Regions from separate parts of the Pan troglodytes genome. Here region 2 is linked to region 1. A link is a contact called in public HiChIP or PLAC-seq data. All regions are on one chromosome and are shown on one strand. The core of a region is the stretch at or near the end of the contact, and the rest is flanking DNA. Distances in the headings are between cores, read along the strand shown.

Region 1 (6,661 bases), core at 1,992-4,491:
GTTCTCTCCCAGAGCCTCTGGCTTTGGGACAGCCTCCCTGGAGTCAGTAGCTGGGCAGAACTGTTCTCAAACATCCTTCTGCTCCACGTGAGTCACCTTGGGGAGCTGTGGGTGGGGCTGAAGTGCTGGTGGTCCCTGCTTCCATCAACTCACCTGGGCTGGGTCTTCCAGACCCACCCTGTCCTGTTCTGCCCAGCCTGTTGGTTCAAGGAAGAGAGATAGATACACCTTGAGGGCAGGGCAGTGCCTTGCTTCTTGAGATGTCCCAGACAGCCCCGAGCACATAGTCGGGGCCCAGTTAAGTGTGTGTTTAATCATGGAGAAGCCTGAGCAATTCCTACAGTCTGAGTCAGGCTGACTCAGATGGGAGCCAAATTCCCATGAAAGATCCCTGAAAAGGCCCTTAATTCAGCCCTATGAGCCATTTTCAGAGCAGTTTTTCAATCCGTTCTATAATAATAATGATCATATATGACATATATATATATATATATATATATATATATATATTTTTTTTTTTTTTTTTTTGAGATGGAGTCTCACTCAGTTGCCCAGGCTGGAGTGCAGTGGCGCAATCTCGGCTCATTGCAACCTCCGCCCCCCACGTTCAGGTGATTCTTCCGCCGCAGCCTCCTGAGTAGCTGAGTAGCTGGGACTGCAGGCATGCACCACCACGCCGGGATGGTTTTTGTTTTTGTTTGTTTGTTTGTTTTTTGTTTTGTTTTGTTTTTGAGATGGAGTCTCACTCTGTCGCCCAGGCTGGAATGCGGTGGCGCAATATCGGCTCACTGCAACCTCCGCCTCCCGGGTTCAAGCAGTTCTCCTGCCTCAGCTTCCAGAGTAGCTGGGATTACAGGCGTACGCCACCACGCCCAGCTAATTTTTGTATTTTTAGTAGAGATGGGGTTTCACCATGTTGATCAGGCTGATCTCAAACTCCTGACCTCGTGATCCACCCGCCTCAGCCTCCCAAAGTGCTGAGATTACAGGCGTGAGCCACCGTGCCCGGCGTGTTTTTTGTTTTTTTCAGAGATGGGATTTCACCATGTTGATCAGGCTGGTCTCGAATTCCTGACCTTAGGTGATCCGCCTGTCTCAGCCTCCCAAAAGTGCTGGGATTACAGGCGTGAGCCACCGCGCCCGGCCCATGTATGATATTTCATATAGGGAGAGTTTACAAAGCATGAGAAATATAGCCACAGTATGTTGTAAACTGTCATGAGTTACTAGTGTTTATTTAAGCCTCTAAACAAAAATACCCTGAGATAGGATAGCTGTTATCTCCATGTGGGGAAACTGTGGCTATCAGATAGGTTATAGAAATGGTCCAAGACCTCACTGGGCAGAATCTAGGTCTTCCCGCTGCTGTATCACACTATGCATTTCAATCAAAAATTTACTAAGCCTCAAGTGTTGTGCTGTGGTGAACAGGAGCTGGGGAAGGAATATTTAGAAATGGCATACCCAGGGCCGGGCGCGGTGGCTCACGCCTGTAATCCCAGCACTTTAGGAGGCCGAAGCGGGAGAATCACGAGGTCAGGAAATCGAGACCATCCTGGCTAACACGGTGAGACCCCGTCTCTACTAAAAATACAAAAAAATTAGCCAGGCGTGGTGGCGGGCGCCTGTAGTCCCAGCTACTGGGGAGGCTGAGGCAGGAGAATGGCGTGAACCCAGGAGGCAGAGCTTGCAGTGAGCCGAGATCGTGTCACTGCACTCCAGCCCGGGCGACAGAGCGCGACTCCGTCTCAAAAAAAAAAAAAAAAAAAAAAAAAAGAAAAGAAAAGGCATACCCAGCGCTGTGAGATCCTGGGGGATCTGGCCTCAGCCTACCCTCCCTCCTTACTCTACCCACTTCTTGGCCAATCTCAGACTTTCCCTTAGCTTCAGCCACCACTCGGACCACATATTAGCCAGCTTGTGACTCTCCAAGCTATATCTCCAGCCCCGACAACTCCCTCGAACTCCAAAATTATAGACCCAAGTGCCTTCTGCACACTTTCCATCTGGGGGTCTCCCAGCATTGCCAGACTAGGTTCAAAGCTAGACCCCCTCCTCCCCAACACCTGCTCAGCATCCTGCATCCCTGTCTCAGGTGGTGGTTCCTACCTAATCACCTAGGTGTCATCCTTAGTGTCTCTCTCCTCCACCCAAACAGCCAATCAATTGCCAAGTCCTATACATTTTCCTCCTAAATATTCCTCAGATCCAGCCCTTCTCCTTCCTCCTCATATCTTGTGTCCCAGCTCAGGCTATAATCCCTCGATAACAACCTCCTTCCAGCCTCCTTGTCCCCAGTCTTATCTCCCATGCATCCATCATCCCAGCAGCCTATCTGTACAGGTTCCTCCCTGCCTCAAACCCCTTCTGTGATTCCTCTGTCTGAAAGGATGAAGTCCAAGTTCCTTAATAAGGCTCCCTTTGATATGGCCTTTCCACCCTTACAGCCTCTCCTCTAGCCACTCGCTGCCTCAAACCATCTACGGCATAGAGGTTGGCCTGCCCGCGGAGCCGACTTCATCTTGAAATTCTTCATCATTTTGTAACAAGCAGCTGTGCATTTCCATTTTGCACTGGACCTCACAAATTACGTTGCCCGTCCTGCCTTCCTGTTGTTGCTTGCACCCCTCTTGCAGTTTGTGGCCACCTAAGCTTCGTCTGTGTAGTTTCCTCCACCTAAAACTCCTCTTCCCACATCACCCAGCTATCTTCAGCTCTTCGTTTAGACTCAGTGTAGGTGTTCTCTTTGGGACGTCTCACCGACTCTCCTCCCTCCCCTTCCCTGCCCTAATCGCCCAACACGTTGCAGGTGCTCAACCATGTCTATTAGAGAAACTGAATGAGAAGGCAAAGCATGACAAGTGCCACAAGAGACCTGCACACTGCTCTGGATGGTAAAGCGACGCAAGGAGGGAAGAAGGTATTTGCAACGGCCTCCCAGATCGGCGCTAGGACCCCGCCAGCAGACGCCTCAATCTGCGTGGAGAGGACCCAGTGCCCGCCAGGGGAAGCGGCTGCCAGGCTGGGCTCTCGAGCGCCGCCTGTCGCAATCGCACGGCCGCTGCAGCGCACCCCCTCCCGTCCCCTGCCCTGAGCCCGCCTCGCGTCTCCAATTGGCTGTCTCCATTCTCCCGCCCCTCCCGAGCTCAGCCATTCGGAGCCTGGGGTGGGCGGGGCTTGAGGCCTGAGTGGAGCGTAAACCCTGATTGGCTGTACGGAAGGCGGCGACGTGGCCGAAGGAGGCCCGTTTGTGTCTAAACGGAGGCTCGGCCACAACGCCACTGGATTGGTGGTAGGGCGGGGCGGGCCACAGTCTCCAGCCTGAAGCGGAAGTGGAGAAAAGATGGAGGTGTGGGGACAGGAGCTGGGTGTGCTGGGGACTGGCCGCGGACCCCTAACCTGTGTCTCCGGTCTCCCTCCGGGAGCGGCTCAACCCAGCCCATCGCTCTGGCCCCGTTCTGGCCCTGCAGGGTGGTGGCTGGGACGTTGAAATGAGCGCGCGAGTGGTATGTCCTCTCTCCGCGCTCACGCCCCCCTCCCCACCGTGTTTCCCGCCAGGACCATCAGCACGTGCCCATCGACATCCAGACCAGCAAGCTGCTCGGTAGGAGGGGGCGCCACCGCGCAGCTGGCTGTCGGGGGGAGGCCTGTGCGTTGCCCCCTGTGTCCAATAGCCGGGAGCTCTGACACCCGAAAGCCTGAGTCGAGATGCTGACCACTGGCCTCGTTCTATGCCCCATCTGTGGCCAGACCTGCTTCCCTGATAGCAGCGGGAACGAACCATATGTACAGTCTGTTTGACCTGCGTTTTCTCCTTTAATAACATATGTTATCGTATCATTCAGGGACAGGATAAATGACTCGCTTTAAAAACAGTCAACCACGGCCGGGCGCGGTGGCTCATGCCTGTAATCCCAGCACTTTGGGAGGCCGAGGCGGGCGAATCACCTGAGGTCGGGAGTTCGAGACCAGCCTGACCAACATGGAGAAACCTTGTCTCCATGTCTCCATGACTAAAAATACAAAAAAATAAAAATAAAAAGTAGCCGGGCATGGGAGCACATGCCTGTAATCCCAGCTACTCGGGAGGCTGAGGTGGGAGAATTGCTTGAACCCGGGAGGCAGAGGTTGCGGTGAGTGGAGATCTCACTATTGCACTCCAGCCTGGGCAACGAGAGCGAAACTCCATCTCAAAAAGAAGACAAAAAACAGTCAACCACTAAGTGGCACATCTGAATTGGAACTTAAGTCTGTCTGACCCACTGTCCATGCCTTTTGCATTATGCCAGGAAAAAAAAAAAAAACCTCATTTAAAAAGCTTCCACCTCCCCCTTGATTTTAGGAGGAAGAGGGACCTAAGACCCAGTTGCAAATGAAAACCTTTTAGTGTCCAGGCCATCTCCAGGTTGTCTGTATGGGGCCTACATACCTCCTCCCCAGTTCATAGTCAGGGAAGGCCTCTTCATCTGATCACACAGCTCCTGGCATTTTAAAATGCTTATTGGATTCATGGATTTGATGCCAATCTTGTCCTTAAGATGGTGTCTGTTTGACTACCCCAGTCCGTTGCTTCTAGTTCTGTGACATCAACAGAATTTTTCTTTCTGAAAACTTTACAGGAATATAGCAGAGAGAGTATAACTGATACTAGTGTGGGACCCCAGCGTTTGACCGGTTGGCAGAGTTCAAGTTCTGAATTCACCACTCTGTAGTGCCATTTAGTCAGTCCTGCTTGGTGGTCACGGGGGAAGCTTCTTTAGCCTCCCTTCAGATTTGTACTGGCCCTTCAGCCCATGTGCAGTCTTGGTGTGTGAGCTTGTTCTTGGTCATGAAAAGGACCAATAAAATGACCACCATTCATTGAGGGTTTTTTTTTGTACCAGGTGCTGTTTTAGGCACTTGACATGATAAAAATGATCACTATGATTTTTTGAGTCCTTGCCGTGTCTCAGGCACACTGTTCAGTGTTTTACCTGCATTCCCTTTTCTAGTCAGTGTCTTACTATTCCCCATTTTACATGTGGGAAAACTGAGGCACAGAATAGTAGACTTGCTCAAGAAACTTGATAACGAGAACCCAGGACCATCTGGCCACAAAGCTCAGCTCTTAGCTCTCACTGAGGAAATATGCATGGCTCTGAAGCCACAAATCTGGGCCCAGACTTTGAGAGGTCAGTCCCATTGGTATTCACATGTACAGGGTGGTACTTCACTGTTCACAATAGAGTCATGTTATCTAGTCCTTAGGGCGCTGTAGGTATTAGGGGCTTTGCAGCTGTTCATTCATCCAGTACTTGGCATAACCATCTTGTATTTTCCATTGTCATGGTTAATCCCAGCCCTGAGGAAATGGAAGTTGAGCAGCATCCTCTTGTCAGGAAGAAAGATATAATTACTCATAGAAGCAAAAATACTATGGGGAATTGAGAATGGTCAAAAGTGGCACTTTCAGGACCAATTTAAACTTTTTGTTATCCCTTTGTTGAGGCAATTGCTCTATAAAAATCACACTGCTAATGAAGTCAGATTGTCAGAGCCTGGTTTAGCCCCAGGCATCTCTTTGGGCTTGTCTTTATTCCCATCTTCCCATGACCCCCATACTTTAACCAATGTAAAGAAAACTTTTAGACTAATTTCAGTGTATTTCACTCGAATTAGTGATGGAATTTTGGTGATGTGAATGGGAATGCTCTAATTTGGGTGCTTCTCACGTAGATTGGCTGGTGGACAGAAGGCACTGCAGCCTGAAATGGCAGAGTCTGGTGCTGACGATCCGCGAGAAGATCAATGCTGCCATCCAGGACATGCCAGAGAGCGAAGAGATCGCCCAGCTGCTGTCTGGGTCCTGTGAGTGCTTAGGGGCTGTCACTGGAGTCCCCTCTTTGCTGAGGTAGTATGTATCAGCTGAGCTACTCTCTTGTTATTTAGCCACCAGGGCTGGCCTTTAGAGAGGGAGCGATTTTTATTTGAGGTATAGATGCTGGCTTCTTCCACTATGAAATGATTTAGGGAAAAGCTACACACTAAAGTTACTGGCAGTATATTATACATGAATCAGCCACCTGCAGTGCCCAGAGTAGGTGAAGAAGATACTTTAGTTCTCAAAATCCCGTCTCTTGCTTTCTAGACATTCACTACTTTCACTGCCTAAGAATCCTGGACCTTCTCAAAGGCACAGAGGCCTCCACGAAGAATATTTTTGGCCGATACTCTTCACAGCGGATGAAGGCAAGTGTGGGCCAAGGGCTGGTAGTATGTGGTTGGGGACATCCAATCCGAGGAGTCATAGCCTCTGTGGTCTCTCTGAGGCTCCAGTGGGGATGCCTACATAGAATATTTCCTGAACTTTCACTCTGTCTCTATAGTTTACTCCAAAAGTGGATCCTATCCCTGAGTTTAATTTTCAAACCCACTGCTTTAGGGATTGCCTGCACTCTTAAAATGGGTGGTCCAGCCAGCAGAGTTGAAAGAAGGACAAGGAGTTTCTGTTTGATGTGATGTAAAGGCTGGGAGAACTTACCCTGTTTAGGGATTGAGCTGGGATGTGGCTGTCGAGTGCTTTTCTGGCTTAACATTGTTTTTCTGTTCTTACTCAGGATTGGCAGGAGATTATAGCCCTGTATGAGAAGGACAACACCTACTTAGGTAAAGTGGCCCGGCC
Region 2 (6,661 bases), core at 1,993-4,492, 130 kb before region 1:
TGAAGGGAGGAACTCCTCTCCCCAGCTCTGAAATCTCTTCCACTCCCAAGTTCCTTCATATTTCCAGAGTCCCACTGGGAGTGGGGGAGGTCTATCATCCCCTCAAGGTAGCCCCTACTCCCTGGGGGATACCTGATCTCTCTCCATCAGCCCCAGGGCTGCCTGGTGTCCACGGTAGAGGGTATGCCGACGATCTACCTGAGTCTGGAATCGGGGCAGGGTCCGAACAGGGTCTTGTGCTCCAAAAGTGGGGGACAGCACCTGGGGGGCCTGGGCCACCCCCACCCCGAAGATGAAAGGTTTGAACACAGACCTAGAGGGGCACAGATGGAAGGACGGAGATATATCAGATCCTCTCTTCTCCCCAGCCTTCCCCACCCTCATTCTTCCCACCTGGATGGGTCTGGCGTGGCGGTAAGAAAGTGCACGCAGGGCTGCGTGGGATCCTGGGGCAGGACAGACACCATGCTGGCCGTGGTGCGAAAGCCTCCCGAGTCCATACAGATACCACTCTCCTTGTCTCTGAGGATGCCCATCATCACCTCTGCCGTGATGCCCCCTGCCAAGGAGTAGAGGGGGAAGCTGTGGGAGGGGAGAGTGGCTGGCTCTGCTGTGGCCCTCCTGGCCCCCGGCCCCCTCCACCGTTCACTAACCTTGCCATTGCCGCAGCAGCTCCCGCCCTGCCTGGAAGCGGGCCTTGGCAGCCTCCATGCGCACAGGCTGCTGGGTCAGGGAGAAGATCTGAGCAAAGTCAAAGGCACCCTGCCCATCCCACCAGCCCTTGGCCTGGGCATGAGTCCGCAGCTCCGGGTGTTGGGCCGAGATGTCCGTGCCAATGCTCAGCTGGTTGGAGATGTTGCGGGCCCCCTCTGTGGAGGAGATGGGGGAGTGGTTCATTTACCATTGAGCACCTATTCTATGCCAGGCACTGGGCGAGGTGCTGAGAACATGGTGGAGAAGAGAACTACCTACCCTCATGGAGCCTACGTTGTGGTGGGGGAGGCAGACAAAATAATCACAGAGATAAACGTAAGCATGCAACTGTGTTGAATGCGATGAAAAAGAAGTACCTGCTTGCATATAAGCAGGAAACCTGACCACCCAGGGAAGTCCAGGAAGGCTTCCCAGAGGAAGCAACAGGCTGTAGCACACGGAAGACTTAACCAAGTGAAGGGGAGGAGAATTCCCAAGTGGGCTCATCTCCCATCTCCCTGGATGTCCCGACAGGCTTGCACCTGGATCGGGCCCCTCCCTGCCCCTACCATCTCTCCCACTTCCCAAAGCTGGGAGAAAGGGAACACCTCACCCTGGATCCTCTGTGCAGCCCAGAGCCTCCCAGCTGTCTCCAGCACCCACGCCTCAGTGCGGTCAGCCAGCAGGAAGGTGCTATGGTAGGAGAATGGCGCAGCATCCTCCAGGCAGCCGCCCCCCTGCCCATAGTGCTCCAGTAACCCTGTGATCACATGCAAGGCCTCCTGGGCAGAGCTGCTCCGTTCCAAAGCCAGCCTGGCAAGAGAGAGGGCCAAGGGACAGAAGGGTGACAGAGGGATCAATGGCTGGTGGCAGAAGCTCCAGGGGACAGAAGAGGCCCGGAGAGGTTTGGTGATAGGCCCAAGTCACACAGCAAATCTGCTGGCACTGATCGTATCAAATGCAATTATGCCAGTGGCCTTCAATGCTCTGGTTCCATGTGCTATGCTTTGAGGGTTCCATGAAAAGGCCTGAAACACAGTTTCAGAGAGAGAAGTGTCCTGAGCCCCTAACCTCTCTCCACCCAGAGCTGCTCCATCCACTATTACTGGTTTTATAAATTGGGACTCTATGTAAGATTTCAACTGAAAATAAATAAATAACCACTGCTCTATTTCTGGGCCAGGAGAGGCCCAAAGGTGGCTGCTGCTGCAGCCTTCTTCACGAAGGCACAAGGGCAAAGTCTGCAGAGAGGAGGAGGCCCCTGTGAACCAGGCTGGGGGAGGGATGGATGGGCCCAGGTCAAAACTCAGCCCCTAGATTTCTGGTGTGTCAGGCAGATGAGGAAGGGCAGGGTCTGCACCTGAGTAGGTCCATGCCCAGCAGGGCTTCCCCCTCCCCAACTGGCTCCTTCGTCCACACAGCCTCGTTGCCAATGCAGACACCATGCTCGTTGGCGCCCATCTCAGCCCCCCATAGCCAAGAAGGACGGCTCAGAATCACAGCGTGCGTCTTCGACACCTGTTCCACTTCAATGTAGGTGCACTGGAGGTGAGGGAGGAGAAAGGAAGCGTCCACTCATAGAGGGGCGGCCCCTCGAGTGTGGCACTCTGCCAATTACCTTATAGATCCCTTTGAGGAAGGTCTCATTCCCATTTTACAGAAGAGGAAACTGAGGTAGACTGAGGCTACATAATGGGCTCAGGTCCAGGTTGGTAGACCTAAAGCTCATGCTCTTCCACTACTTCTGGCAGCCTCCCAGGTGTGGGGAGCAGGGATGAAGGTCTTAAAAGAATGCAGAGATCTGCCACACCTCCCAGCACCCCATAAAGTCTAACCCACCTGGAGCCGGCTCCCAGGAGTGTGAGTGCCTGCGGGGACAAACACCACCTCCTGCACCTCGTCCCGGGGTCGGTCCGAGTTCTTGGCAAAGATCACAGCCGGGATGGCTGAGGCCGGGGGCACGGAGACAAAGCAGTCGCAGGAACATGGGGAGTCAGGGCTCGACGATGCCATCTGGGGAGAGGCGGGCCTCTCCATAACCCTGGCCACGGCTCGGCCCCGAGGAGCAGCCTACCCCCACACGTGTAAAAGACGCGCAAGGAAGACACCGCCGTGGCTCCTGGACGCTCGGCGCACACACCATGCACAGGTGTGCGGGAACGGAGGTGCCCACCCTCTCCCCAGGCTCCAGGCTTGGGAGTCCGCAGGCGGGCACTCCGGGGGTCCCGCCCCCACTGGGAGTCCCGGCCCTTCGGAGCAGTCGTGGGACCGTCCCCCTCGCTACCCCACCAAGAGTCCTGCGGCCCTGCGCATGCCCAGATACCCGACCCTCTTCTGTCCAACCCTTCTCTCACCCCCAGTACTGTATTCCCCTCACCCTCTCTCCCTCCAAGACCCCAGCTCGGTCCCGGGTGCCACCTCCTCCGCTTCTGGCCAGGGCCGCCCCATTGGGCGGAGACTCTCAGGTGACCTGGAAGGCCTTCGGCCTCGGGGTCGGAGCCGGAACGGAGCCTGCAGCTCCGCCGTTTTCCACCAGGGCGCGCGCCTGCACCACTTCCCGGAGCAGAGCGGCCTTGCGAGTCCCACCTGGCTCCCTGTCCTACCCAGGCGCCCATTTGAGGCCTGACAAAGGCTGCTAACCCCACGGAGTCACTGCGGGGAGCGGGAGCTGGAGCTGGGGGTGGAAAGGATCCCGCGTGAAAAGGGAGACTTTGTCAGAGAAAGGGGACTGCTGGGACATCTGGAGATTAAGGAAGAACCTCAGATACTTGAGTCCTGGTTTGAATCCCAGAGGCGCAATCCCAGGCTGGAGGCGCCCAGGGGAATAAGATACAGAATACGAGAGTGGTGGAGGCTGGGTGCGGGGGGGCTCGCACCTGTAATCCCAGCACTCTGGGAGGCGGTGGTGGGAGGATCACTTGAACCCAGGAGTTCAACACCAGCCTGGGTAACACAGCAAGACCTCGCCTCTACAGAAAATATTTTAAAATTAGCTGGGCGTGGTGGTGCGTGCCTAGCTGCTCTGAAGGCTGAGGTGGGAGGATCTCTTGAGCCAGAGAGATTGAGGCTGCAGTGAGCCAAGATCACACCGCTGTACTCCAGCCGCGGTGACAGAGCAAGACCCTGTCTCTTAAAATAAATAAATAAGGGAAAGTGTGCACAAAACCCATCTGATCCCAGAGGACCTATCTGTCTGATAGTGCTCAAACCCATAGGAAGATCGCTTTAAAAGGAAATTTAGAACTTTCTAGTTCAAAGATTTGGTGCCTTTACCTGTAGTGAAACTGAAACCACAAAGAAGTCTTGGCCAAAGGTGACACACAGTCATGTGGAGGTACACTCTGATCCCAAATGTTTTGATTTTCAGTTCATTTTTCTCTACAAACCGTCTCTCCATAGCCATCATTAAGACAAATGCATCTTACACCCTTTTGCTCTGTGGAGCCCTCCAGAATGGAGAGAGGGGAGATGCTGTAGGTTATCTGCTTCCAGGGGTTGCACTGAATCTATAGATGGCTTTGAGTAGTATGCACATTTTAGCAACAGTAATTCTTCCAATCCGTGAGCACGAAATATCTTTCCATGTCTTTGTGTCTTCTTCAGTTTCTTTCATCAATATCTTATTTTCAGAGTACAGATCTTTCACCTCTTTGGTTAAATTTATTCCTAAATATTTTATTATTTTGATAGCTATTGTAAATGGGACTATCTTCTTGATTTCTTTTTTGTATAGTTTGTTATTAGTGTATAGGAACACTATTGACTTTTGTACATTGACCTTGTATCCTCTGACTTTACTGTATTTGCTTGACAATTCTAACAGTGGGCCGGGTGTGGTGGCTCATGCCTGTAATCCTAGCACTTTGGGAGGCTGAGGTGGGCGGATCCCCTGAGGTCGGGAGTTCGAGACCAGCCTGGCTCACATGGAGAAACCCCATCTCTACCAAAAATACAAAATTAGCCAGGCGTGGTGGCACATGCCTGCAATCCCAGCTACTTGGGAAGACTGAGGCAGGAGAATCAATTGAACCTGGGAGGCGGAGGTTGCAGTGAGCTGAGATCGCGCCATTGCACTCCAGCCTGGGCAACAAGAGCAAAACTCCGTCTCAAAAAAAAAAAAAAAGAAAGAAAGAAAGAAAGAAAACAATTCTAACAGTGTTTTAGTGGAGTTTGGCCTTCTTTCAAGCCTACTCTGCTAGGGTGCTGGCGGTCAGTCACGCTAGGATTAATGGGAAGGTGAAGGCTGTTTCTGATACAGTGTCGGGGAGGGGTTGTGAGGTTGCCAATTAATGTCATTCCAGAAGCAAACATCGAAGCTGTGTGCTGAGAAATCTGGGCACCTGAAGCAGCTTGCAGGAAGGCGGGTTCATCTCCTGCAGTTCCCCGGCTTCCCACTGTGGGGCGGAAACAGGCAGGAGGAGAGGCAGAGAGAGGCCACAGCGCACCCCCAGGTTGCAGTTCCCAGGCTGTCTTCTTCTCTGTCACTTTCTCATTTCTTATTTCATTCACCCACCCTAGAGGTTAGGAGTAGATTCTACTTCCACTTCCCAGGAGAGGAACCCAGAGAGCCAGCCCAGATGTTCTGATTTCCCTAACCCCTTCCTTGGCCCTCCATGATCCTCCTGCCAGGCACCCCATCTGAGGGGGGTCAGAGGTGGCTTTGGGTTCCGTCGTCGGGGGGATGGGGGGCAGGCCAGCCAGGCAGCATTTCCAGCAAGGAAGCAAGTGTCAGAGCCCCACCAAAGGCCCCTGCTAAGAATGCAGGTCAGCGGGAGGAGCTGCATGGGGAGGAGGGGTGGCCCCAGCCCTGCCCAGACAGGCCCAGCCGGCCGCACAGCTGCCCTCCTGTCCCTGGGGGCAGCGATGGGGGTAAAGGAGGAGGGGACTCACCAAGTTCCTGGGGTCTAACTCCCCTAGAACCAGGAAGACAAAAGAGGCACCTGGAGGAGTGGGGCTGGCATAAGGTCTTGGGAAAACACTCCTGTCCTTCCTCCTCCCAGCCTTCTAAATCTAGCAGCAGGTGGAAACAAAACAATTGGCCCCAAACCAGTCTGGTTTCCTCTACAACCCCTAAATCATTCATTCTGATGCCCCTATCCTAAGGTAGCCATAAACATTGTGACCCCAGGATCCCAAATTAAGTTATGGGATGGGCCAGCCTGAGTACCAGATTTGGCTTCGAGAAATTGGGTTAGGGTTAGAGTGGTGGATCTAGAAATCCCACTAGGGGAAAATAATACTTTTGGCAAAAAGGTAGAATGAGGTGAAAGAACACAGTAACCCCTGCCCCCCAGCCCCCTTGGAGCCCAAAACCTATCTTCTGTCAACCTTCCTGGCTTTGGGGCTCTGGAATCATGAGGCTTTCTACTCATTTGATGTGAATTAGGCACCAACTTTGTATCAAGCACTGGGAGGCCTGGGAAGATGTGTACAGATAGATATTTCTGCATATCTCTGGGGGCGGGTGCACGTGGGTCCAGTGCGGGTATGTTTGTGTGCCTTGTGGTTGTGTAACCATGGTGGGTCTCTAGCTGTGAGCTACAGTAGGAGCCTTTCCCTCATACTTTCCAGCTGGGCGGGAGCCCATCAGATAGCTCGGCTGCCTTTCATCGCCTTGTCCCTGATAAGGATCATCCTGGGTGAAGTAATCACTGCCAGTCACCCCCAGCTCAGTCACAGGCAGGGGATGGACTGACATGCACCCTCCATGGGGATGGAGTGAGGGAGCCAGTGCCTGGGAAAGAGGGAACCAGTGTTCTTAGCAGGGGAAGGGAAAGAAGGGGCTTGTATGTGGAAGAGGAAAGAGATATCTAGAAACTTCTCATAACCACAGGTATGAGACCAGGGAGGGACAGCCCGGGTATCAACCCAGAGGAAGAACCTCCCTCCTTCTGTACCAGCCACCTCTGGGGCAGGATCAGACCCCAGCTCCAACCCAACTCAATAGACATGAGGCTTTCCAAGGGGC

The links. HiChIP or PLAC-seq counts read pairs in DNA pulled down with a chosen protein or histone mark.
Region 2: an H3K4me3 HiChIP or PLAC-seq map of stem cell-derived excitatory neurons shows a contact between it and region 1, with 4 times the contacts expected there. The contact joins the promoter of SCRN2 here to the promoter of CDK5RAP3 in region 1. A contact is called at or near these places in 1 of 7 Hi-C or Micro-C datasets (stem cell-derived neural progenitor cells) and 1 of 1 datasets of contacts at active chromatin or transcription factors (stem cell-derived excitatory neurons).

The regions. Positions count from the first base shown.
Region 1 is chr19:20,119,531-20,126,191 of NHGRI_mPanTro3-v2.0_pri, reverse strand. CDK5RAP3 (CDK5 regulatory subunit associated protein 3) reads left to right here and starts at 3,241. Exons shown (of 15, transcript NM_001279879.1): 1 at 3,241-3,349; 2 at 3,559-3,604; 3 at 5,716-5,847; 4 at 6,128-6,228; 5 at 6,597-6,645. The coding sequence starts at 3,344.
Region 2 is chr19:20,247,917-20,254,577 of NHGRI_mPanTro3-v2.0_pri, reverse strand. SCRN2 (secernin 2) reads right to left here and starts at 3,242. Exons shown (of 8, transcript XM_063799576.1): 1 at 3,071-3,242; 2 at 2,533-2,706; 3 at 2,054-2,235; 4 at 1,307-1,506; 5 at 654-869; 6 at 394-559; 7 at 133-313. The coding sequence starts at 2,706.